Regions from separate parts of the Mus musculus genome. Here region 1 is linked to region 2. Evidence: chromatin contacts called from public promoter capture Hi-C data. All regions are on one chromosome and are shown on one strand. The core of a region is the stretch at or near the end of the contact, and the rest is flanking DNA. Distances in the headings are between cores, read along the strand shown. Region 1 overlaps Crk (v-crk avian sarcoma virus CT10 oncogene homolog). Region 2 overlaps Slc43a2 (solute carrier family 43, member 2).

Region 1 (5,222 bases), core at 2,477-4,976, 120 kb after region 2:
TCTCTGTTGTGCACAGTGCGGTTGGTGAGCATGCGACCCCTTAGGGAGTAATGCTGGGTAGAAAGGGAGGAGGGAAGGGCTTGAGGTTGAGATCCTTGGATCTGCAGCAGTTTTGATTACTGTGACTGGGCAACGGAAGTTTTCCACCTGTTGCCTAGTAGGTGGGTGAGGGAGCCTCAGACTTTGCCTTGGGCTGAGGATGTAACTTACAGTGTTTGCTTAACATGCACAAGGTCCTGGCTATGATCATCTTACCTCATTTTGGAGATGGTCAAGGTATCCCTCGAATGTAATGGTTCCAGAGAAGTTCTTTCTTGATTTTCTTTTTAAAAAACTATTCTTTAATTTTACGTATATGGTTATTGTGCCTACAAGTGTATACATATATAATGGATGTGTAGTGCCTGCTGAGACCAGAAGAGGGCATTAGACTCTCTGGAATTGAATTGGTTGTGTACTACTATTTGTGGGTGCTGAGAACTGAACCCAGGTCTTCTGCAAAAGCAGCACGTGCTCCTAACTGCTGAGCCAGCTCTCGGCTGCTCTGCAGAGACAGAGACGGCTTTAGTAGTTACTGACAAAAGTCCCATGGGAAGGTACAATAGGTTTATTAACTGTAGGACTTGCCACAGCTTTACTCAACTTCTGTGAATTGCAAATTTCCTGGAGAGAGTTCTGAGTTTGTCAGACTACGGCTTTCTAGGATTGCCGAGATACTGTGGTACCTTCTTCTTTGGCAGATATGTGTAGTTCAAAGATTTTTGGGTGAATTGAAATTTTCTTGGAGTTAGGTTTGTAACATGCATGTGTTTGTGTGCCCCTGGGAATGAAGGCTAGAGGTGGGTGTTGGGCATCTTCCTCTATTGCTTGCCATTTATTTTTCTGAGAAGTGATGTGTTACTATACCTGGATCTTCTCAGATGACTGGACTGGCTGGCCATTAGTCCCCTGGGATCCTTCAGTGCCAGCCTCCCAGGGTTGAGTTTACAGGAGCATGTCACCAGACGTGGCTTTTCCTTGTGAGTGCCAGAAATCTAAACTCAGATCCTTGTGCCTGTGCTGCAAGCTCCGTACACTGAGCCATCACCCAGCCTGAAATTGCACATTTCTTAAGGAATTGAGAGGGTTTCAGGGAAGGATGCAGCAAAATTTTAGACTTGCTGAGTATCTATGATATACCAGCCACTTTTTGTATGTTTATTTTGTGTGTGTGTGTGTGTGTGTGATGCATTAAGTGCTTTAGGACACATATGGGGATGAGAGAAAAATTTGTGGGAGTCTGTTCTTCCAAGTGAGTTCTGGGGATCAAACCGAGGCTGTCTGCCTTTGATCTTAACTGCCAGTACCTCTTAATATAATTACTGTAATGTTTTACTGTTATTCTGGGGGGTACATGTGCTGAGGTGTGGAGATTAGTGGGAGCTGGCTTCTGTCCTTCCATAGTCATAATCATGTAGGTTTAGGTCACCAGGCTTGGACGGCAAGCCCCTAGACCTGAACCAGCTCACTGACCTTGCCACATTTTTTTGTTGTTGTTGATTTGTTTTTTTGCAGGGATTTTGTTGTTTTGGGTTTTTGGAGATGGGCAGCACTTTAGACTAGGCTGTTCTTTTTAGATTAGACAGTTCTCTTCATCAGCCACTTCAGAAACTGTTAGATGGGTGAATGACCTGTTTTACAGAGAAACTGAGGCACAGAGAAATTAGATACCAGCTTATACAGCCAGTAAATGAGAATCTGATTCTGTCAAACTTTGGTCTACAAAGTACCTTGCCAATATCCCCTTTCTTTAAAAAAGATTTTCTTTTGTTTGCATAGTCTTTATTCATTTGTTACTTTTTTTTTTTTTGAAATGGTCTCATGTAGTCCAGGCTGCCCTGGAGCTCCCCTGTGTAGCCAAGGATGATCTTGAACTCCTGATATTTCTGCTTCTGCCTCCCAGATACTGGAGTTTATAGGCATACATTACCAGCCAGGCTTCCTTAGTCTGCAGAATCCCTCTTGGATGCAAGGGCAGCAGCCTTTACTCCATTGTATTGGACAAGTAGTGGGTATTTATCTATTTCTACAGCTTGTGTAAATGCCATAGGTAATGGAGGAGGAAGAAAGGGTTGGTAAAGAGGGGCAGAGAAGTGCTGTAGAGTTGGAAAGGTTGGTAGTGTAGCAGCTGTTGTTAATCTTGCCAGAAGTAACCAGGCCTATTTTAGCACAGAGCCCTCAGGTGTTCTGAATTCTTTGGGGAATGATACTGTGAAAACTGATGTTGCCTGAGGCCTGAACAGCTTAAAAGTAATTGGCTTTGCAAATAGTAGTGAGGTGCCTACTTAAAATAATCCCAGTTATCTGCATATTTATGTTTTTACTTAATTATTTAGTTTCTTATTATACTATATAGCTTTGGCTGGCCTGAAACTCAATTTGTAGACCAGGGTAGCCAGGAAATAAGGACATTCCTTCTGTTTTCTGCCTCCTAAGTTCTGTTATTATAGGCATTTACCACCATACCTGGCTATTTATTTATTTATTTAAAAAGATTTATTTATGTGATTACTCTGTCGATGTCTTCAAACACATCAGAAGAGGCATCAGGTCCCTTTGCAGATGGTTGTGAGCCACCATGTGGTTTCTGGGATTTGAACTCAGGACCTCTGGAAGAGCAGTCAATGCTCTTAACCACTGAGCCATCTCTACAGCCCCTAATTTTTTTTTTTTTTAAGTTTTCATGTGCTGGTTTCTTTTTTCTTTCTTTCTTTCTTTCTTTTTTTTTTTTTTTTAGATTTATTTATTTATTATATGTAAGTACACTGTAGCTGTCTTCAGACACTCCAGAAGAGGGAGTCAGATCTCATTACGGATGGTTGTGAGCCACCATGTGGTTGCTGGGATTTGAACTCTGGACCTTTGGAAGAGCAGTCGGGTGCTCTTACCCACTGAGCCATCTCACCAGCCCCCTAATTTTTTTTTGATAGGTTAATTCATAACTGTACACTCAAGCTGTAATGTAAACCTATATATAATTCAAGCTCCTTGGTAGGCTGAGGCAGGAGGATCACCTGTTGAGACTCACTTGTCTAGGTTACAGAATAAGCTCAAGGCTGGTCTGGGCAATTTTAATAAGAACCTGTCTCAGCCGGGCGTGGTGGCGCACGCCTTTAATCCCAGCACTTGGGAGGCAGAGGCAGGCGGATTTCTGAGTTCAAGGCCAGCCTGGTCTACAGAGTGAGTTCCAGGATAGCCAGGGCTACACAGAGAAACCCTGTCTTGAAAAAACCAAAAAAAAAAAAAAAAAAAAAAAAAAAAAAAAAAGAACCTGTCTCAAAATGAAACTTGCCTGGCATGTGTGAGGACCTAGGTTCAGACTCTTACTCAGGTTTGATGTAGAGGAAATAACCAATCCCAGACAGCTGTGAATTCTGTAGTTCTGTCCTCTAAACTGACCAAGTATCTCCTTCCTTTCTCTTCCTTCTGCTTCCTGCCTTTGGCTATTTGTGGTTGGGGGAGGGGGAAGGAATCCAAATGCATAGCTGTGGTGAGGTCCGGGCTTATCTGTGACTTATGTGCATTCTTTTCCCTTTTCTTCCCTTCTGGAGTTTGAATCAGTGAGGTTTTCCTGCCCCATATATCTGACTGCCCACAGTCATCAAGCCAGGAATCCCTCCTTTATTGTAATGTTAGCACCAACTAAGAATGATTTACAGGGAAAGTGTGTCAAAGGTTTTGTTTGCTGCTTTGCTTGTGTTTTGCTAGTTGGAATTGCCAAGGAAAAAGAAAAGGCTAGGAAGCCTGGCTTATACCATGCAGCATTAGCAGCACTGGAACAAGAAACAACTTATCTTTGGCTTTTTTTTTTTTAATGCTTTGTGCCAGGCAAGGTAACCCATACCTTTAGTTCCCAGCATTAGGGAGACAGAGGCAGGGGGAAATCTCTGTGAGAGTCCAGGACTGCCAGAGCTACACAGAGAAAAACCCTGTCTTGAAAAACCCAAAACAAACAAAAAGATTTATGTGCTTTGCATCTATGTATGTATATGCACTACTTTTGTACCTGGTACTCTTGAAGGCCAGAGGAGGGTGCTGGGTCTTCTGAAGTTAGAGTTAGAGTTGCTGGGAACCCAGTCCTGCAAGAGCAGCACGCATGCCTAACAGCTGAGGCATCTCTCCAGCCCATGTCTTCCTTGTGTGCTAGAGGAGGTTTTTTTATTTTTTGGTTTTTTTTTTTTTTTTTTTTTTTTTTTTGAGACAGGGTTTCTCTGTGTAGCCCTGGCTGTCCTGGAACTCACTCTGTAGACCAGGCTGGCCTCGAATCTGCCAGCTTCTGCCTCCCAAGTGCTGGGATCAAAGGCGTGCGTCACCACCGCCTGGCAATAGAGGAGCTTCTGAAACTGTCTTAAAATTTTTGTTAATGATGGGCGATGGTGGCACACACCTTTGATCCCAGCACTAGGGAAGCAGGTGGATTTCTGAGTTCAAGGCCAGCCTGGTCTACAGAGTGAGTTCCAGGACAGCCAGGGCTACACAGAGAAACCTGGTCTCAAAATAACAATAAATAAATAAATAAAATAAAAATAAAAAATAAAATTTTTTGTTGCACTCACCTTTCAGAGGTGTTTCCCATAGTGGTATGTTTGGGTCTTCTAGGCCCTGCCCTCCTCCCAGCCTCATGTAAGCACAGCAGCGGGTGAAGGGGCGTGGGGGGAAGAGTGTGTGTGTGTGTGTGTGTGTGTGTGTATGTGTGTGTGTGTGTGAGGTTGCCTTCCTTCTTAGAACACAGGTGCTTTTGGAAATGCTAGCGTCTCATCAGAACTGTCCTTATGATTTGCTATAACTCAGCAGTTTGCTGTACCTGGTTTTGTTTTGTTGCTGCTGCTGCTTTTTATAGGAACACGTCTCCCATTGCAATAAAATCCATGTGGAAAGATGCCTAAGACACGCTGCTTTGTTTCTTGCGCACCACAGTGTTCACACCTTCTTTGTGAGTTGCTAAAACCTGAGTGTAGAATTCATTTTACCACTTCTCTAATTTTAAAGTTGAACATTTATGTTGATTAACAATAATCAATGTAGGGGAAATAAGTAAATAAATATTCTTAAAAAGAAGTAATATATGGGGCTGATGAGATAATTCAGCAGGTAAATAAAAGCTTTTTCAGCAAGCCTGATGGCCTGAGTTCAATCCCTGGGACCTACATGGTGGAAGAAGAGAATCCACTAACACAAAACAC
Region 2 (5,430 bases), core at 884-3,383:
TAATCCTGCTGAAGCACTCTCCAAGTATAGCATCAATACCTGTTTCACAGAGGCACCAAAGGAGCTAAGTCAGTTGGTCTCCTGAGTGTCTGGAGCACCTGCCCTGTGTATACTTAGAGAAGTATCAGTGGATGAGGCCGGCAGGTTCCTGTCCTTGGGGAACTAGACAGTCAAACAGAATGGCTAGGCTGCCTGTGATCCCAACACTCTGGATGCGGAGGCAGGAGGATCAAGAGTTTGAAGCCAGCCAGGGCTACACGAGAACCTGTCTCAAAACAGAGGGGGAAAAACACTCAGAAGAAGCAGAAAAGTCTTAGCCAGGACTGTTTACTGTGACCCAGCAAGGCAGACATGACAGCAATAACTCAGTCACCTTTCAAGATGGTGACATTTGATTCAAATTGGATTCTAGGTTCAGACAGGTTGGGATTATCAGAGCATGGGGTTCTAATAGCCAAACAGCTCAGATCACAGGGTTGAGCCTCTCTATATGGCCCAGCACAGTGAGAGCTCCCAACTGTCCCCTGCCCAATGCCCATTCTGGTTTCCCATTGATAACACTGCTCCCTCTTCTGACAGCTCATCTACGACGCTGGCGCCTCCTTCATTGGCATCCTAGTGGTCTGGGCTGGCTGCTCTGGCCTGGTTTTTTTCAACTGTTTCTTCAACTGGCCACTCGAGCCCTTCCCAGGCCCAGAGGACATGGACTACTCGTAAGTTAGGCATGCTCTCTGCCCTACCCTCACACCAGCCAGGGACCGGGCAGCAACCTACAAACACCCTTCCTATGGCTGCTAGGGTGAAGATCAAGTTCAGCTGGCTAGGCTTTGACCACAAGATCACAGGGAAGCAGTTCTACAAGCAGGTGACCACAGTGGGGCGCCGTCTGAGCGTGGGCAGCTCTATGCGGACTGCCAAGGAGCAAGCCGCCCTGCAGGAGGGCCACAAGCTGTGTCTGTCCACTGTGGACCTGGAGGTGAAGTGCCAGCCTGATGCTGCAGGTACCCAAAACATGACTGTCCCTATCCAGGTTGGCCCAAGAGACCCGGGGGCAGGGGGAGGGTAGCTGCATTTACACTGCAGGTCTAGCCCACAGCCCCCTTGATTGGTAATCACTGACTGAGACTCTGGGTATCTTCTCACTGCATACCTATTCTGTCTTAAAGGGGGAGAGGGACCTGGTTACACTGAGTTCCGCAGAGCTTAGGGGGTCTGCTGATGAGCATCAAGACCACAGACCTCAGCGGGGCTCTTCACTGTCCCTCACCGCCAGCATAGTCCACACACTGAGCCTTCGTCCCTTCCCCAGGCCCTGGGTGCTGGATGGGCCATATTTCCTGAACCTGAGCTTTATGCCTTCTTCCCACAGCGGCCCCATCGTTTATGCACAGTGTGTTCAGCCCCCTCCTGGTGCTCAGCCTGGTCACCATGTGTGTCACACAGCTGCGACTTATCTTCTACATGGGGGCTATGAACAGCATCCTTGAGTTCCTGGTCAGGGGGGACCAGAAGACAGGTAAGTGTCCCCCACTACACACACACACACACACACACACACACACACACACACACACATACCTCTGGGCCTTCCTTGATGCATCCCTCCAGGGTAGGGCAGTGCTGCTACTCTCACCAGCCCAATAAAGCCCTCCGTCCCCTCCAGCTTATGTACTTTGTGACCTAGATCACATCAGTAGGGCTGTGAAGTTGCCGTGTCTGAGGCCCTGCTGGCTTGTCTTGTCACGGCCAGCTTGACTGTTCTTTCATGTCCCCATCAGGGTTTTCCCGGCTAAGGAGGGAGAGGACTGAAATAGCGCTGTGTTTCGGGTGTGGGGTGAATGCTTTCAGTGCCAGTGGGGAGGACTGCGGGCTGTCTGCTGAGAACACGACCCAGAGCCGAAGACAGCAGCCCAGCCCCACCCGTCACATCCCTGATCCAAAGGGACTAGCTTGGCACTTGGACAACCTGGGGGCTGAGGGAGGACCTTTGTCCCGACTGAGGACTACGGGTCAGTGGGGGCCTACTCTATGATCGATGTCCTGCCCTGGGAACCAGGGAAAACAGAGGCTTCCCAGGAACGAAGTACTCCAGTTGAGGCTTGTTCACTCTGGGAAACAGAACTGATAACCCACAGGAAAACAGTAGCAGGTCTTGAGCTGACGAGGGGCTTTGCTGCGCAGAGAAAGTCAGGACTTCCCCAGGCCTGGCTGAGTCAGCTTTAGTCATCCTGAGCAAGCAGGACAAACACACTCGGTGGCAAATCTTTGTTGGCAGTCTCACCGGCCTGCCACTTTCTTTTGTTGGCTAACTTGTTTTTACCCAGGGAAAGATAACGCAGTCCTTGCAAGGGGCCAAATACCAGTTATCCGCAGGGACAGGAAGGCTGGCTTTCACAGAGGGAAAAGCTCCTGGCAACTAATGGCTTCTCAGAGGGGAGAAGTGGAAAGAAGCCGAATGTAATGAGCAAAAAAAAAATCATGATGGGCCTTGGTAATGACCTCAGGGCCTTAGGAGGAGAAGACCTTAAGCTTTGTTTAATCTAATGATAGTTCCCTAACTTTTTTATTTGTTTGTTTTGGTTTTGGTTTTGGTTTTTTTCTTTTTTGAGACTGTTTCTCTGTGTAGCCCTGGCTGTCCTGGAACTCACTCTGTAGACCAGGCTGGCCTCGAACTCACAGAGATCTGCCTGCTTCTGCTTCTCGAGAGGTTGCAGGATCAAAGTTGTACACCACCACTGCCTGGCTATAATTTCCTAACTTTATACCCCTGGAACAATTTTTTTTTTTTTTTGGTAATATAGGGGGTCTTGATGGTAGAGTGCTTTCTTAGCGCTCATGGCACTTGCACCACATAAGTTGCACAGCGATGACTGCCTGTGATCCCAGCACTCAGAGGTGGAAGTGGAAAGGCAAGGTTCAGAGTCCTCTGAGGTTGCAGGGCACATTGGAGGCCTGCATGGGTTAGGGGCAGTAGATCTAGATGAGCCTTGCTCGCTGCTGTTTAGCCTCTCCAGGTACCTGCCTGCTTTAGTCTCCTGTAGCTATGACTACAAGTGTGAACCACCCTACCTAGTAGAACATTTTTTGTTTTTGTTTTGTTTTGTTTTGTTTTGTTTTTGAGATGTGGTAGACTAGGCTGGCATGGGACTTACTTGGTAGACAGGGTTGGCTTCAGACAGTAGGTGGTCCTCCTGTCTCAGCCCGGGACTGGAACTACGTCACACGCAGCTTAATCTTCTGGTATTTCACTGAAATAAAAAAACCTTTCGATGGGACCAACTCAGCAGGAAGAGATGCTTGCTGCTAGCGTGGAAGTAGCACACAGTGGTCAGGAGTTGGTTCTCTTCTTCCCCTGTGCATTCAATATCCAGCACTCAGGTGGCAGAGGCAGGTGAATCTCTGTGGGTTCAAGGCCAGCCTGGTCTACAGAGCGAATTTTATCTAGGGTAGCCATGGCTACACAGAGACACCCTGTCTTAAAAAAGACAAAACGGGGGGCGGAGGGGGATGGAAATCCTGATACACTCCCACAATCTCAGGGACTAGACAGAGTGAGGCAGGAAGATTATGATTTTGAGTCCAGTTTGGCTACACAGTAAAACCTTATCTAAAAAAACAAAACAAACAAAAAAAGTGTCAGCTTCAAGAAGTAGAGAGCTCAGGAGAAGAAGTCTGGAGTAGAGTAGACAAGCACTGTATTCCCCTAGTCTCCAGCATCCAGTACTCACAGGCCTGGCTCTGCTCAGAAGGGCTGCCCTGGGTCAGGGAGCTGAAGGAAGAAGCCTGGCTGTCTAGGGAGACTTGTGGTGTCAGATGACTGTGTGCCTGGCACAGATCCTCTGACCTTTCCTTCTCTCTGAGTGCAGTGACAGGGCAGCTCTCCCACGGGCCACATGGTAGAACTCCGCTTCTGCCAGGCCTGCTGCCTCCAGCATGCTACTTCATCATGGTGCCCAGACCAGGGCCACAGGCCTGACACACCAGCATGCCCATGGGCAGCAGCCAGGAAAAGATCAGCTGGGCTGGCTCTCTTTCACATCTAACCCCAGAGCTGGTGTGAGCAAGGCCTTCGTTGAGTGCTCTGGGGGAGAGGGACTCTTGGGAAGTGGGGTATGTGTTCTGAGCTAGTCTGTTTGTTTCCTGTCTCATTCATGTCTTCTGCCACTAACCCCTCTCCTTTCTGCTTTTCCACCTTTGTGCTCTTGCTGAAGTGATGGCGACTGGTAAGCCAGGGGCGTTGTCAGGGAACGTTACAACACCCCTAAGTACTCTCTGCCCAGCCCAGAGGCTCCTTCCCTCACATAGCAAACATCCCTCTTGACTAAACTGGTGGGGTAAGGGTAGGACACTCAGTGGTCAACGATTTTTTTGTTCCCACCTCTATAATTTTAAGTCTCTTTGAAGATAGAAGCCCTGACGTCTGAGTCTCTGGGAACAGTGCCTTCCTGGGGGCAGAAAAAGATGGTCAGTCACATATAAAGCCCTGGTTATGGACACTGGTGATATTGTGGTTTCCAAGTCAGAGTGACTTCCTGAAACTTTGGAGGGTGGGTCATTGTGACATGCTGGATTTCAGTAGCTGTTTCGGGGGAAGCAACAGAAGCTTGGAGCAGAAAATTGGCCTTTGTTCTAGCTTTGATTTGAGAAGTTAAGGTCTGTAGGTTCCCTGCAACCCACAGTGACCATGATGCTCCAAGGCAGACATCTGAGGACCCATAGAGTCCACTCAAGCTGCTCCCCAGGGCCGTGTGCCAGAGCTCCCGTGACGTGTCCTATTCCTCCCCAGTTGCCCTCTATACCTCCATCTTTGGCGCACTCCAGCTGCTCTGCCTGCTGACAGCTCCTGTCATCGGCTACATCATGGACTGGAAGCTGAAAGAGTGTGAAGATACTTCAGAGGAGCCTGAGGAGAAAGAAGGCACTCAGTACGTAGACCACAGCCTGCTTGCAGCCCTCAGAGAAAGACAGCCGAGATAGATATTAGGCAGGGCCTGGAGGGCAGGAGGGGACCCTTGCAAGCTCGGCACCCATTGTTTCCACCTCTGTGGACATTTCCTGATATGATGACGTTTGGGAGATACTGAGGTAGATAAAAGCAGAGGAGACTGAGGACCGCAGGCTGGCACTCACATCCCACACGTGGGCCTATCTTAAAGCCACTTGCCACTGGGGTTGTTCCACTCCCTTGAATTGTAGCCTACTCTAATCGAGTGTGCTAACGATGTGCTGACTATGAAAATAAAACAAGGCTCTGGAGTCCTGCTTTATGGAAGGGCTGGGCTCTGAGATCAGAGGATGAGTTAAATGCTGTTGTCTACAACCCCCATCACATGATAGGCTGTTATTTATTGTGTCAGGCCCAGTGCCAAGCATTTAACACACAATGTCTCAGTTCAGCTTCAGTACCATGATACAACGTGTGTCAGTGTT

Evidence for each region. Capture Hi-C pulls out chosen DNA fragments and counts their contacts.
Region 1: a contact with region 2 is called in a promoter capture Hi-C map of liver. The contact joins two enhancer-like sites. A contact is called at or near these places in 3 of 9 other capture datasets (adipose tissue, liver and pancreatic islet).

The regions. Positions count from the first base shown.
Region 1 is chr11:75,684,190-75,689,411 of GRCm38.p6, forward strand. All of the region lies in intron 1 of Crk (v-crk avian sarcoma virus CT10 oncogene homolog), which reads left to right. Among named protein-coding and RNA genes, the nearest start is that of Crk, 7.5 kb to the left of the region's middle. Within about 2 kb of position 3,727, at least 57 of the 459 cell types and tissues checked have an H3K27ac peak or open chromatin away from gene starts, as enhancers often do. A contact at or near this core is called in liver, where this site is marked.
Region 2 is chr11:75,562,193-75,567,622 of GRCm38.p6, forward strand. It overlaps Slc43a2 (solute carrier family 43, member 2), which reads left to right. Exons shown (of 14, transcript NM_001199283.1): 7 at 580-713; 8 at 799-1,001; 9 at 1,370-1,516; 10 at 4,787-4,925. Among named protein-coding and RNA genes, the nearest start is that of Mir3971, 13 kb to the left of the region's middle. Within about 2 kb of position 2,134, at least 125 of the 459 cell types and tissues checked have an H3K27ac peak or open chromatin away from gene starts, as enhancers often do. A contact at or near this core is called in liver, where this site is marked.